Linked DNA regions of Urocitellus parryii: region 2 is linked to region 1. A link is a contact called in public Hi-C data. All regions are on one chromosome and are shown on one strand. The core of a region is the stretch at or near the end of the contact, and the rest is flanking DNA. Distances in the headings are between cores, read along the strand shown. Region 1 holds the start of Map9 (microtubule associated protein 9). Region 2 holds the start of Asic5 (acid sensing ion channel subunit family member 5).

Evidence for each region. Hi-C and Micro-C count contacts between places; a contact is called where the count stands out from the background.
Region 2: a Hi-C map of muscle shows a contact between it and region 1, with 3 times the contacts expected there. The contact joins the promoter of Asic5 here to the promoter of Map9 in region 1. A contact is called at or near these places in 2 of 2 Hi-C or Micro-C datasets (liver and muscle).

The regions. Positions count from the first base shown.
Region 1 is chr10:29,232,496-29,238,224 of mUroPar1.hap1, reverse strand. Map9 (microtubule associated protein 9) reads left to right here and starts at 4,341. Exons shown (of 14, transcript XM_026384734.2): 1 at 4,341-4,423; 2 at 5,252-5,401. The coding sequence starts at 5,327.
Region 2 is chr10:29,645,604-29,651,261 of mUroPar1.hap1, reverse strand. It overlaps Asic5 (acid sensing ion channel subunit family member 5), which reads left to right and starts at 3,469. Exons shown (of 10, transcript XM_026384748.2): 1 at 3,469-3,508. The coding sequence starts at 3,469.

The DNA of each region.
Region 1 (5,729 bases), core at 3,092-5,591:
GGCTGGCTGTATTCCTTGGTCATGGCCCTGCATCACCTGACCTCTGCCTCCTTTATAGTAAGCACCTCCCTGCTCTGAATCACATTCTCCTGTCCTGCCTTTTAAGGACCCTCCTGATTATACAGGACTTGCCCAGGTAATCCCGGATGATATTCTCATTTTGAGATCCTTAATTTAATCACATGTTCACAACGCTTTTAGACACATAAAAGTAACATGCAGCTTCAGGGAATCAGAACATGGACTTTTTGATGAATAGGCAGATTACTGCAGTGGTTAATTAAGAGCCCTGGCTCTAGTCAAGGTCCAGATCTTTTTCACTTAATAGCTAAAATACTTTTTCTAAAGTTTCATTTTATCACCTACAAAATGCGGATATAAAAGCACGATTTTCACAAGATTTTATAAAGAAGAAATTAAACACTATGAGTAAAAGCACTAAGTATTATTCTAGGCTCAGTACCACTACCATTATACAGGTAATATAAATGGTGTCCATCCAAATCATGTATCCAATTAAAATACTATCTGTAGAAAAGACTAACTGAAGACATTACCTTCACAACAAAAATGATTTGCTTAAGATAAAAGTTCTGATTTAAAATGACTAATTATGTTTCTCTTGGTGCATAATTATTCAACTATCTCTACACAACAACCGAAAAATGCACACCATTTGTTTTAGTCAGCTTTTACATGCTGCGACTAAAAGACATGACCAGAACAACTGAAGAGGAGGAAAAATTTTTATTTAAGGGCTCACAGTTTCAGATGTTTCAGTCCATTGACAGCCAGTTGCCAGAAGCAGCTCACATTGTTGATCAGCAAGGAGAGAGAGAGAGAGAGAGAGAGAGAGAGAGAGAGAGAGAGAGAGAGAGAGAGAGAAAGGGAGATCCCCACTCTCCGGATATTAAAAAAAAAAATATCTCCAGATATAAAAAAAAATTCCCCCAAAGGCATACCCCTAGGGACCCAACTCCTCCGGCCATACCTTACCTGCCTACAGTTACCTCTCAGTTAATCCCATCAAGAGATTAACAGAGATTAGGCTAAGGTTCTCATAACCCAATCATTTATCCTCCAAACCTTCTTGAATTGTCTCACACATGAGATTTTGGGGGCACCTAATATATAAATCATAACACCATTATGACTGAGGTGTCAACCAAAATAAAACATAGAGGGATTCTCCCAAAAGTAATGAAGTTTACTTGGTAATAGCAGAACATTGGAAGAATAGAAGAGTATTGCAATGGGAATAAGCATGCCATAGTAAATGATGCATATATTCAAGGAAGTTAAAGAAAAAGGAAATTTTTAAAGACAAAAAAATGAAGAAGATTTCATCAGATATTTGGAAACAATAATCTTTGGTCACAATGAGTAATAACAGGAGTGGTTTTATTCTGAGGTTGAACTCACAGTTTTGGGGCAGGTGTGCTTGTAGAAATTCTTTTTACATAAGATTGTGGTGGCCTCTACAATGATGTGGTTCTGACTGTCTTTCCTGGAGTTAATATCAGAAGATCATGCATAAGAACACTTCCAGAATCCAGGTAAACTTCCAAGTTTTATTTACTTTTTTTGTTTGTTTGTGTTTAGATTAGGATTGACACAAGGGACTCCATTTTGGTTCTGACAATTTTCATATTTCTTTGAGAGTAATCATGCTGTTTTTCCTCACTTGTAAGAAACAATACTCTTAACCAATGTAGTTGATCATGTGGGTTTGGATATTTTCTATCAGTCCTTTCTTATAGAAGTTCTCTTCCCACATGTCAGCAATAATCTGTGTACTTGTATATGGGCTCTTACTCTCATTCTCTTTTCTGACATAGGGGTTCAGTGCTTAATCTAATGCACAGTCTTTATCATGGACATTTGTGGAGACTTGTTGTTTGTAGTATACTTCTTGAAATTCTAGTTAGGTGCTTTAATTATTCAGCTAATGCTGGCTATAAGTTTAAGATCCTTTGTCTCTATTTTTTTTTGTTTTTAACCTCTAAGGTGCACTGCCGGCCACAGGATCATAACCATTGTCCTAGGTAGGGACTTAGTCTGTTTTACCTTTGGACTCAAAATATGACCCTCAATATGTTATTCATGCGGGTATACTAAATGAATGAATGACTAGGTGGGTGGAGACAAGGCAACGAAAGGAAAAGGTATTCAACTCAAAGGATGTATAAAATATATATACATAAAATCTAGAGAAAAACGTTACATAAAATATTGTAGAGTTTTTTGTTTTGTAGTACTTTAATTATTTTTAACTGAGCATCTAGGAACTTCTTTTGTAATGCTGTAAAAGTATTTTAAATTTAAAGTGCTATTCATTTATTCATTAATTCATTCATTCAACAATTATATTCAACTACATATAATATATATTAGTATATTATTATATATATTCCCAACTATGCTTTATATAAAATGATACTATTGATTCAAATATTATATAATGTTACCATTAACTTATACTGAATATGATTGAAAATATTCACATAGCACTTAAGGTTATGCAGCATTAAAATAAGAGAATAGTGGAAAGATATTGTGATTTGAATCCTGTGGAGTAATTAGCCATTTCAGATTAACTGTTTTTCTTTACTGTAGCTTTCTATAGCATAACTTTACATCAACTATTAATTATTATCTTCTATTAATTACTGAGTTGAAAATAAAAATCCAGTTTGTTCCATAGAAAAATAGAATGTTTTCCCAAGGACTCTTTTTATTAATATTTTTTGAGTTTTATTCCTTAAACCATGTCTAAGTGAAAACTGTATTGGTGAAATGAATAAGAAAGAAATGAAAAAGCATATACTTGTACATAATTATAATTATTTCAATACAAGCAAATTAGTATATCACTTTTAAGGAAAGTGTGGATGCTGTCCTCTCAGTGTGGGCATAGGTACCATAAGGGAATCATATTTGTCGGTTAATAATTTACATGGGTCAGAAAATTAGCAGTAACTAGTGAAAATGAAAAATCCTTCTTTTATGCAGATATTTACTCAGAAATATTTAAAAACATCAAACCTAAGCAAATGTTGATCAAACTGAGTTTCCCAAACAGTAATAAGTGGACCGACATAAACTGCACATTTCTTCAAAGGTAGATCACAAATATTGTTAAAAGCATTATTTTTTACTAAAGTTTTTACTTCTTTTTATGTGCATTTTTCAATGATTTTAAAGTCTATATGTGAATGTGATTTATTTATAAATCAATTTTGAATAAGTAAAATGTTAATGTTTTGCAGAGATAAGGAAAAATGCCAAGTTTAACTACTAGTTGATGAATTCATTAGGCAATTTAAACAAAAGTGAACTCTTTAAAAAATAAAAATATAGCATAAATAAAAATAAATTAAAAATAGCATGAAATTTATGCTATTTTAGAAATTTTAAATATGTGTTTTGGGGTTTTATTTTATTGTCTTTAGTTTAAAGTATAACCAATGCTAATTAGATAATGTTGACTTTCCCCTTAGTGACACCCTCTCCTCCAGCTTATAAGATCACTTTGTCAACTGATTAGATTTTAACCAGATTATACACTAAGTATACAAAAGGGAAGCTTTACATTAAAGCAGGAACTGAAATGGGCTCTCAGGTGTGTGCACAAGGGTTGACTTCTGTCCAGGCCTTTTGTGGCTTAGGTGCATAAAGATCATATCTAATATCGACTGAATGCAATTCCAAGCACTCTTCCAAGTATTCCATCTGTATTATTCTCTCCAATACAGCAATCCTTTAAGATGGCTATTATTATTATCTCTTTTCCTTTTCTTCTTTTTTTTTTCTTTTTTAAGGAGAAACTGAAGTATACAGTCGCTTATTTGCACAACATCCACTTGCGTAGGGAAAGGTCAATACTAAAATGTGCAGGTGACTGCGGTGTGCAAACGTCACTACTCTGCTAGTCTGTCACATCCGGTCACATTCTACTCCAACACGGATTCACAGAACTTCATGTCCTAATTCCGGCAAAACTCTGTGTGTACGTTGCCTCAGGCACAGCGGCAGATTTAGACCCTCGCTCAGCGGCAAGAGCAAGGAAGGCTCCCTGGAGCCGGGCGAATCCTGTCTCCTAGGCAACACAGCAGCGCGCAGAACCTCTCCCCCAAGACCTAGACAGGTGATGTCACTTCCTTAGTCTAGCCGGTTGCCCCCGGTGACGCGTTAGGCGGAAGGGCGGTGCTGGGTACCCAAGAGACCCGGCGTTGTAGAAGTCACTTCCTCCCGGGGACGCCGTTGCCTAGCAACTGCCTCCCGCCTACGTCTTTGGCCCCGCCTCCTTGCTTAGTCCGGGTTTCCGAGCGCTGCCAGGCCCAGACTGAGGCTAGAACCTCCTGCTCCAGGCGAGTGGCTTGGTCCTCCAGGTCTCTGGGAGCCCGCCGTGCGACTGGCGGGGGTGGGTACAGAACGCGGGACTTCGGGGTCGCGACGGATGGCGGCGGTGACAGCCTCTGGGTGTGCACAAGCCGGGCTCAAGCTGGGGGCCCTGGCGCGTGAGCAGCGGGTGGGGACCTGGAGGGCACCTGGCCCAGCCGGGAGTTAGTGTGGTACTGGGACGTGCGCTGATGCGGGTGATCCTGCGGCCCTGGTCTAGGCCTTCAGCTTGGAGCTTGAGCAACAGCGATGTTAATACAAGCATCGCGGAAACCTCGTTTTGTTTTTCCCAGCCTTGTTAACACTTTCGTGAGGGACAAAAGTGGCTTGAAAAAATATCGCTGGCTATTTGTGGTTAAGCATTAAGATTTTTTTTTTTTTTTTTTGCATAGAGCTATAATGCAAGCAATTTGTGTATAGGGCTAGTGCTTTTATAAAGTATACAATCATCTTGGTGGACTTAATAAAGCATGACTCGTTGAGAAATGCTTTGCTTTTTTGAATGGAAAAGGGGAAAAATAGGATGTTATGTATTAATTGTCAACTTTTATTTTTATTAACCAATTGCAGTCATTTATTTGCTCATCCTTAAAAATGCAAGACTATTTAAGATAACTTCCACTGACATTTGTCTTTTCTTTTTTATTTTTTAGAAAGAGATTTGTGGTGAGAATTTATTTCTTTACAAGAACTCCACATTTGTAGGTGAAGATGTAGTCAATATTCATATGATACTTTTTAAATTTGATTTGGCTATTTTTTCTTCTTGTTTAGTTTATTTTTTATGTTAAATGTAGTAATAGAAATTTTTAAGCATGCAAAAGTCTGATTTGGTTTTCATCTCTTTCAGTCACCATCAGAGGTTGAGTGAATTGCTCCAATTATTTATTAGCTATTTGATAAAGGTAACAAGAAAAGATAAAGTATGTCCGACGAAGTTTTCAGCACAACTTTGGCATACACCAAGAGTCCAAAAGTTACCAAAAGAACTACTTTTCAGGTAAAATATTTCAAGGCATTTTGTATTGATTTTGTATTATGAATGTGGAACTTCGTGGTTATAGGAAGTGGTCCTTTATAAAGCAGGAGTAAGTCTTCTGTTCTTTTTGAAGTTTTGCAGATCATTTATCATGTTTGAGCACCAGTATTACAAATCCTCCTTTGTGACTTTAAGGCCATCAAAATAACCTTAATTGTAGGTTCTTACTAAGTTAAAAGTTAAAATGCAACTTTAAATTGTTATTTTCACATAAAAAAAAACTTTTTTTTTCCTATTGTAGCACAGTACGAAGTTTTTTCTCCTGGGTCATTACAGTTTTGAACTTAAC
Region 2 (5,658 bases), core at 2,220-4,719, 410 kb before region 1:
TGCATTTGCTGAGAGTTGCTTTGTGGCCTAACATATGGTCTATTTTATAGAAGGATCCATGTGCTGCTGAGAAAAAAGTGTATTTCATCATTGATAGATAAAATATTCTATATATGTCTGTTAAGTCTAAATAATTAATTGTATATTTTTTTAGTTTTACAACTTCTTTTTTTAGTTTCTGTTTGGAGGACATACCCAGTGTGAGACAGGTATGTTAAAGTCACCCAGATTAATGTGTTATGATCAATTTGATTCTTGAAATTGAGATCTGTTTGATATTTGCAGATATCTATTATTTAGAGCATAAATATTTATATTTATCATTCTTTGTTAAATGGCAATTGCTCTGAATATTTTAAATCGGCTCACCTCCCTGGCCCTGCTGGTTCCTGGTGGGAGACTGCCCTCCAGGAAGTTCCCCTGGGTTTCACTCATGGGTGAAGGAGCTAATCTTTGTTCCCCCAATCACTGGTGGACCCTGTTTTCTGGTCTCAGATTTAATCTCCAAAATCAATCGATTCCTTTAGAGTTCCAGGCCAGGGTCTCTCCTATCCAGTCCTTCAATTGGCCAGTCTGGAAGAGTAGAATTCCTTGTGATGAACCCAGCCTAATTCCACTCTAAGATCTTGTCACAAAGTCATGAAAAGTTAATTTCTGTTTTACTATAAATTACTGAGATTTCTGAACTTGTTTGGAATTCCTGCCTCTGTTCTGAACTCATCCATCCCTGGCTCTCCTTGATCATATAACAACCCTCCCTAAAAACCTTCTGGCCCCTCATAAAATTCTGGTTCTCCTTGACCAGATAACAACCCTCTCTAAAATCTCAGCAGCACCTCACAAATTTGGATGTTGGAATCTCAATTTACTCCCCACCTTGAAATGTTAAGTCATGTTATTAACCTGCTACCTGCCTTTGTATTATTCTTGACAGAATCCTGTTAGCTGTTCAGTTCCCAAGACACCCCCCTTTGTAACTCTTTGTGCTATAAAACCTTTTACCTAGAGGTTGGGCTGCTGATGTCTAGCCTGGCTTTGGGAAATACAGTCGCTGGCTGGCCAGCTTTTGTGTACACATTACAGGCTTGCTTTAATTTGATTTAAAATTGGAGTTGGTGGTCTTTTCGTTGCATTGTGGCTCAACACTCAAGCCTGTATTCCCATGTGTAAACCTCTCTCCACTTTTGGCTTTCTCCTGGTCACTTAGGTTCATTCTATGTTGGGTAGTATGGGTTTACCAGGCCTATATTTTGGGCCATGCCCAGATGCAGGGAAATCATGTCCCTGCGCTGCTGGCCCCTGCTTCAAAATGGTTCCTTCTTCCATCCTCCCTGGCAGCCTGGAGAGATTCAGCCTCTTTCCCACACCAGGACATTGTATAGCACAGCTTCCTGGTTAGTCCAGCTGTGTCTTTGATCTCTGATCTCTCCATACCCAAGACGTGCCTCAGGACTCCTAGATATGCAGGTTCCTTTCATTGATTTATTCTTCCACCATTTTTGCTTGTGTAAGGGGGTGGGGAATCACATCTGGGGATTTCTCTTTATTTTGTTATATCCAAACTCCAGAGTCCCTAGTCTGATCTGAATGTCCAGAATTAGTTCCCAGCAAACTCCCCCCTTCTCACCTTCCTTTCTGCTTTCTTGGTTTCACATCACAGAGCAGCCAGGAACGCGACCTTCTCCACTCCTCCATTTTGGTCTTCTGGGGTGAACTGATTTTAAAACTAGAGACAGAAGAAGAAAAGGAAATAGTTTTGGAAAGTTCACTCTAAAGTAAAAGAGAGATGGAAAGTTATCAGATCACTGTGATTAGGAGCAAATGCTTTAATTATTTTTAAACATCATACATGAGCGGAATACGTTTGAACAAGTAAAATTAAGAAGTAGCTTGTTTTCTTTTCTTTTTTTTTTTCTAGCAAAGGATAGGCAGGAAGTGGGGAGACCTTGATGGCCTGCCTTCTTTTCTACCATTCTCACTTTTTTCCTACCTTTTGCACAAAGGAACTGTGAGAAAGTGTTGACAATTTGGGCCAAGAATAAAGAAGTGAAAAGAGTCAATGAAGTTTTAGCAAATTGCACTTCTGCCTGAGCTTTGGTAAAATGACAAAGTGTATAGGGTGCAGTTTTGGGAGGCTCTGTGGTGGTTTTCCTCCTTGGGAGCCCCAGCTGCCTCCTATCTCTTTGTTTCTGTATCTCTAGCCTGGCTGGCCCTTTATAGACTTGTCTTATTTTCTACCAGCAGTCACCAAACTTAAAGCAACTCATCATTCTTCCCTAGAAGTTCAAATGGCAGATAACCAACTGACTATGAGGCCTACTGAGTATACCAACACATAACTTCATGCATCATAAGGACTCCACCTATGCTGGGGAAAGATGGTGGGAAGAATAAAGGAAGACAGACAAAGCAAGGAAGATAAGATGGGGAGGTGAGTTGCTTGTTGTTCCTTTAAGGAGTACCTGAATTCTAAGGTTTTATGCCAAGACTTATAGCTTAAACCCAAAGGAGAAATGTTTCAAGAAGAAACTCATATATTATGAGATAGACCCCATTCCTGACTTAGAGTTGAGGAAGTCCCTCCACTTCAGCTTAGTTTTCCTGCATGTAAGGATAATTTTCAACGTATAGCACTTGGAATTATGGAATTTCCAAATATAGGTAAAATATATGCAACCATATCAATAATAGTTAGATCTTTATATTATCATGTTAATGCAACAAGCTGCAAGTACAGGTGCATGCAGTTCCTGATATGCGTCAACAGATGGCACCATTTATACACAATACTGCTCATTCTCCAGTTTATTACTTAATATAAAATTCTAAAATTCTCAAAAAAAACTCAAAATGAGTAATATGAAAAAAATTAGCATGTTTAGTCAAATTTGTATGCTCTCAGTATTCATTTCTTCCAGAGGTAATATTTCCTGATCTTTTCCCCAGCCATTGGCAACTACTTCTGTTACAAATAGCTTCATCTGATACTAAGAAAGAAATGTCAAGGGAAAGATACTTTTCCCAGAATAAACACATTTTTTCTTTCTTTTTTTTTATCCCACCGGATTTTGATTCAAAGTTGTATAAAGATAGAGATAGAGATAGAAACTGAGGAGATTTCCAGATTGGCCACTTAAGTATCTGCCTGGTTAGAAGCCACTATTAATCTAGACATTTGACAGGGATTATTCCTTTTCTTACGAGAAAATGATTTACTAATGTTAATTTTTAAAATTTTCACTCTATGATAGCTTCTCATCAGTTCAAAAAGTCCCAGAGCTGATTCAGTCAACATTTTTGGTTTGTAGATTATGTGCTTTATGAGGCACAACATAGCAACACAAATATTTAAATTGCCCCCACATTTTACAACCTCAACCTCTGTATTTTATATAAAGGCCACAAAATGAATATTGTCATAATGAAAATTTAATACACCCTGAGGACTCCTGCTTACTGAAATCACAAATGGAGCAGATGGAGAAATCAAACGGATATGCAGAGAAAGGTAGGTAAAGAGTAAAATCCTCTGAACAGTTCATTCCTAAAGGCTAGAAATAAGCAAAGGAAAAGGGTTTTTTAATTCATATAGGAAATTTGATTTTCAATATTATGTGAACATAATATAAGTAATATGAATTTTTAAAAATAAATAACAGAGTTTTACTCACTTTTTTACTCACTTTTTTATTGAGAAACTCAAATTTGTATTGAGAAACTCAAAATTAGTTTTAAAATATCATTATATGTTAGAACTCAGTTTTGTTTTTTTTCTTTTGGTCTCTATTTGTCATGTGCTGCAAGTTTCACTTTTAAATCCAGAATAATTTGTGTGATGTTCCTTAAAATGATTCTGTGGTGATCAATGTTCTATGCCAAACCTACCTGAAATACTTACACAGGACATACTTCAGTCAGGAGAGGAAGAAGTTTCTGCTTTGTGGATTGGTGTGCAATTTATCTAACCAATTCTAATCATCCTGACAGGCATACATCACCTTATTTCTTCACTATTCATCTAAAATAATAGTTTTGCAAAAACCTTTACTAAATCCCTAGTCAATAACTGAGAACATTTCAGTAAGGCTAACCCAATGGTAAAGGAGTAGATTTTTATTCAATGAGCTGATTTTTAAAAGCAAACTTGAAACTAAAAATAAAAATTAAACATTACTACAAATAAAACTTTGCCTTTCCAAGATAATGTTTACCAACAGCTATACTTTGCTTGACCAGTTACTGGTTATTAGACTACTTTTCCTTTTCTGGTAACTTTAATCCCTATAATAAGAAGAATGCAAGTTGCCTAGAGACTGAGTTGACTTTTTATCAGAATAAGTTCTTCATTATAATTAATGACTAAATATCACAAAGATCATAATTAGATTTACCTTTCTAATTAGTAATGACAACGACTTCTTTCACACTGCCAATTTTTCCATGGGACTCTGTCATATATTTTATATAGACTGCCTAATTTGATACCAAATATTATATATTTATAATATATAATATTACTATATAATATTATATAGGTATTATTACAAGATTTAAGTACAACTTCAAGCTAATGATATTAATACAAATTTTCCTGCTTAGTGCATAATATCTTTAAAATTATAATAAAATAATTTATAAGTATCCAATCACTAGACAGTTCATGTCCAAATGAAATGGGCACTATTAGAAAATGTTGATAATTAATTTTTTTATGTATATTTATATATCCAATAACTGTACAAAAAGTTTAGTTTATTAAATGCTAAGTAGAGTTTGCAACCTTTGGGAAGTAAATTATTAGTAAATAGTTGACTAAAATAATATTTTTGAAGCAAATTATACAAAAGTTAAACATGTTGTGAGCATCTTGTGACAATTAAAAATCAATTTTTACGTGAGAATTTGGGGTGGATTCCAAAACCCAGGATATTTTAGCTTTTACTGCATTACCACTAAACTAGTAGAATAAAATTATCAAATACTACTGAGTACTGATCATGGTCTAGGTAATGTGCCAGCCATCTCCAAGTATACTTTAGTTAATACAACAAAGTCATGAGGTCGATGCAATTGCTGCCATTTGATAGAAGAGACATGAGGTTAAGAAACTCAGCTGAGGTCATGCAGATTGTGAGAGGTGAGGCCTCTGTTAGAAGCCAGAACTTCCCATTGCAAAAGCCATATCATCCTCTTAATTAAATTACACTCTTCCCCCAGCCAACAGTGTCTTTTCATCTTCTACTGAAAAGCAAAAACAAATTAAACCAAAAGAAAATTCTGAATGTTACATATTGTCAAAAATATCTTAATGCAAACCTCAGTAGTCCCTTCCAACTTATGTCAATAAACAATATTTGATTAATTTTTGATAGCACTGAATGGATGAATTCACTTTCTAAAAAGATAGAAAATAGATTACATAACTAATGATGCAATTTTAATTTAAAACACTAAATAACCAAGAGAGAAATAAAATAGTTCTTTACCAAATCTTACAAAATATGGAAGTTGCAATCACCATAAATTACAACATTGTTGGACAAAGATTAATTGAAGAAGTGACTGTTTAGAGCCTCACTTATTCTCAAAATCAGAATGAGCCTGATTTTTTTTCATGACATCTAAAGGACCTTGAGATTCACCAGGGAAAAACACTAT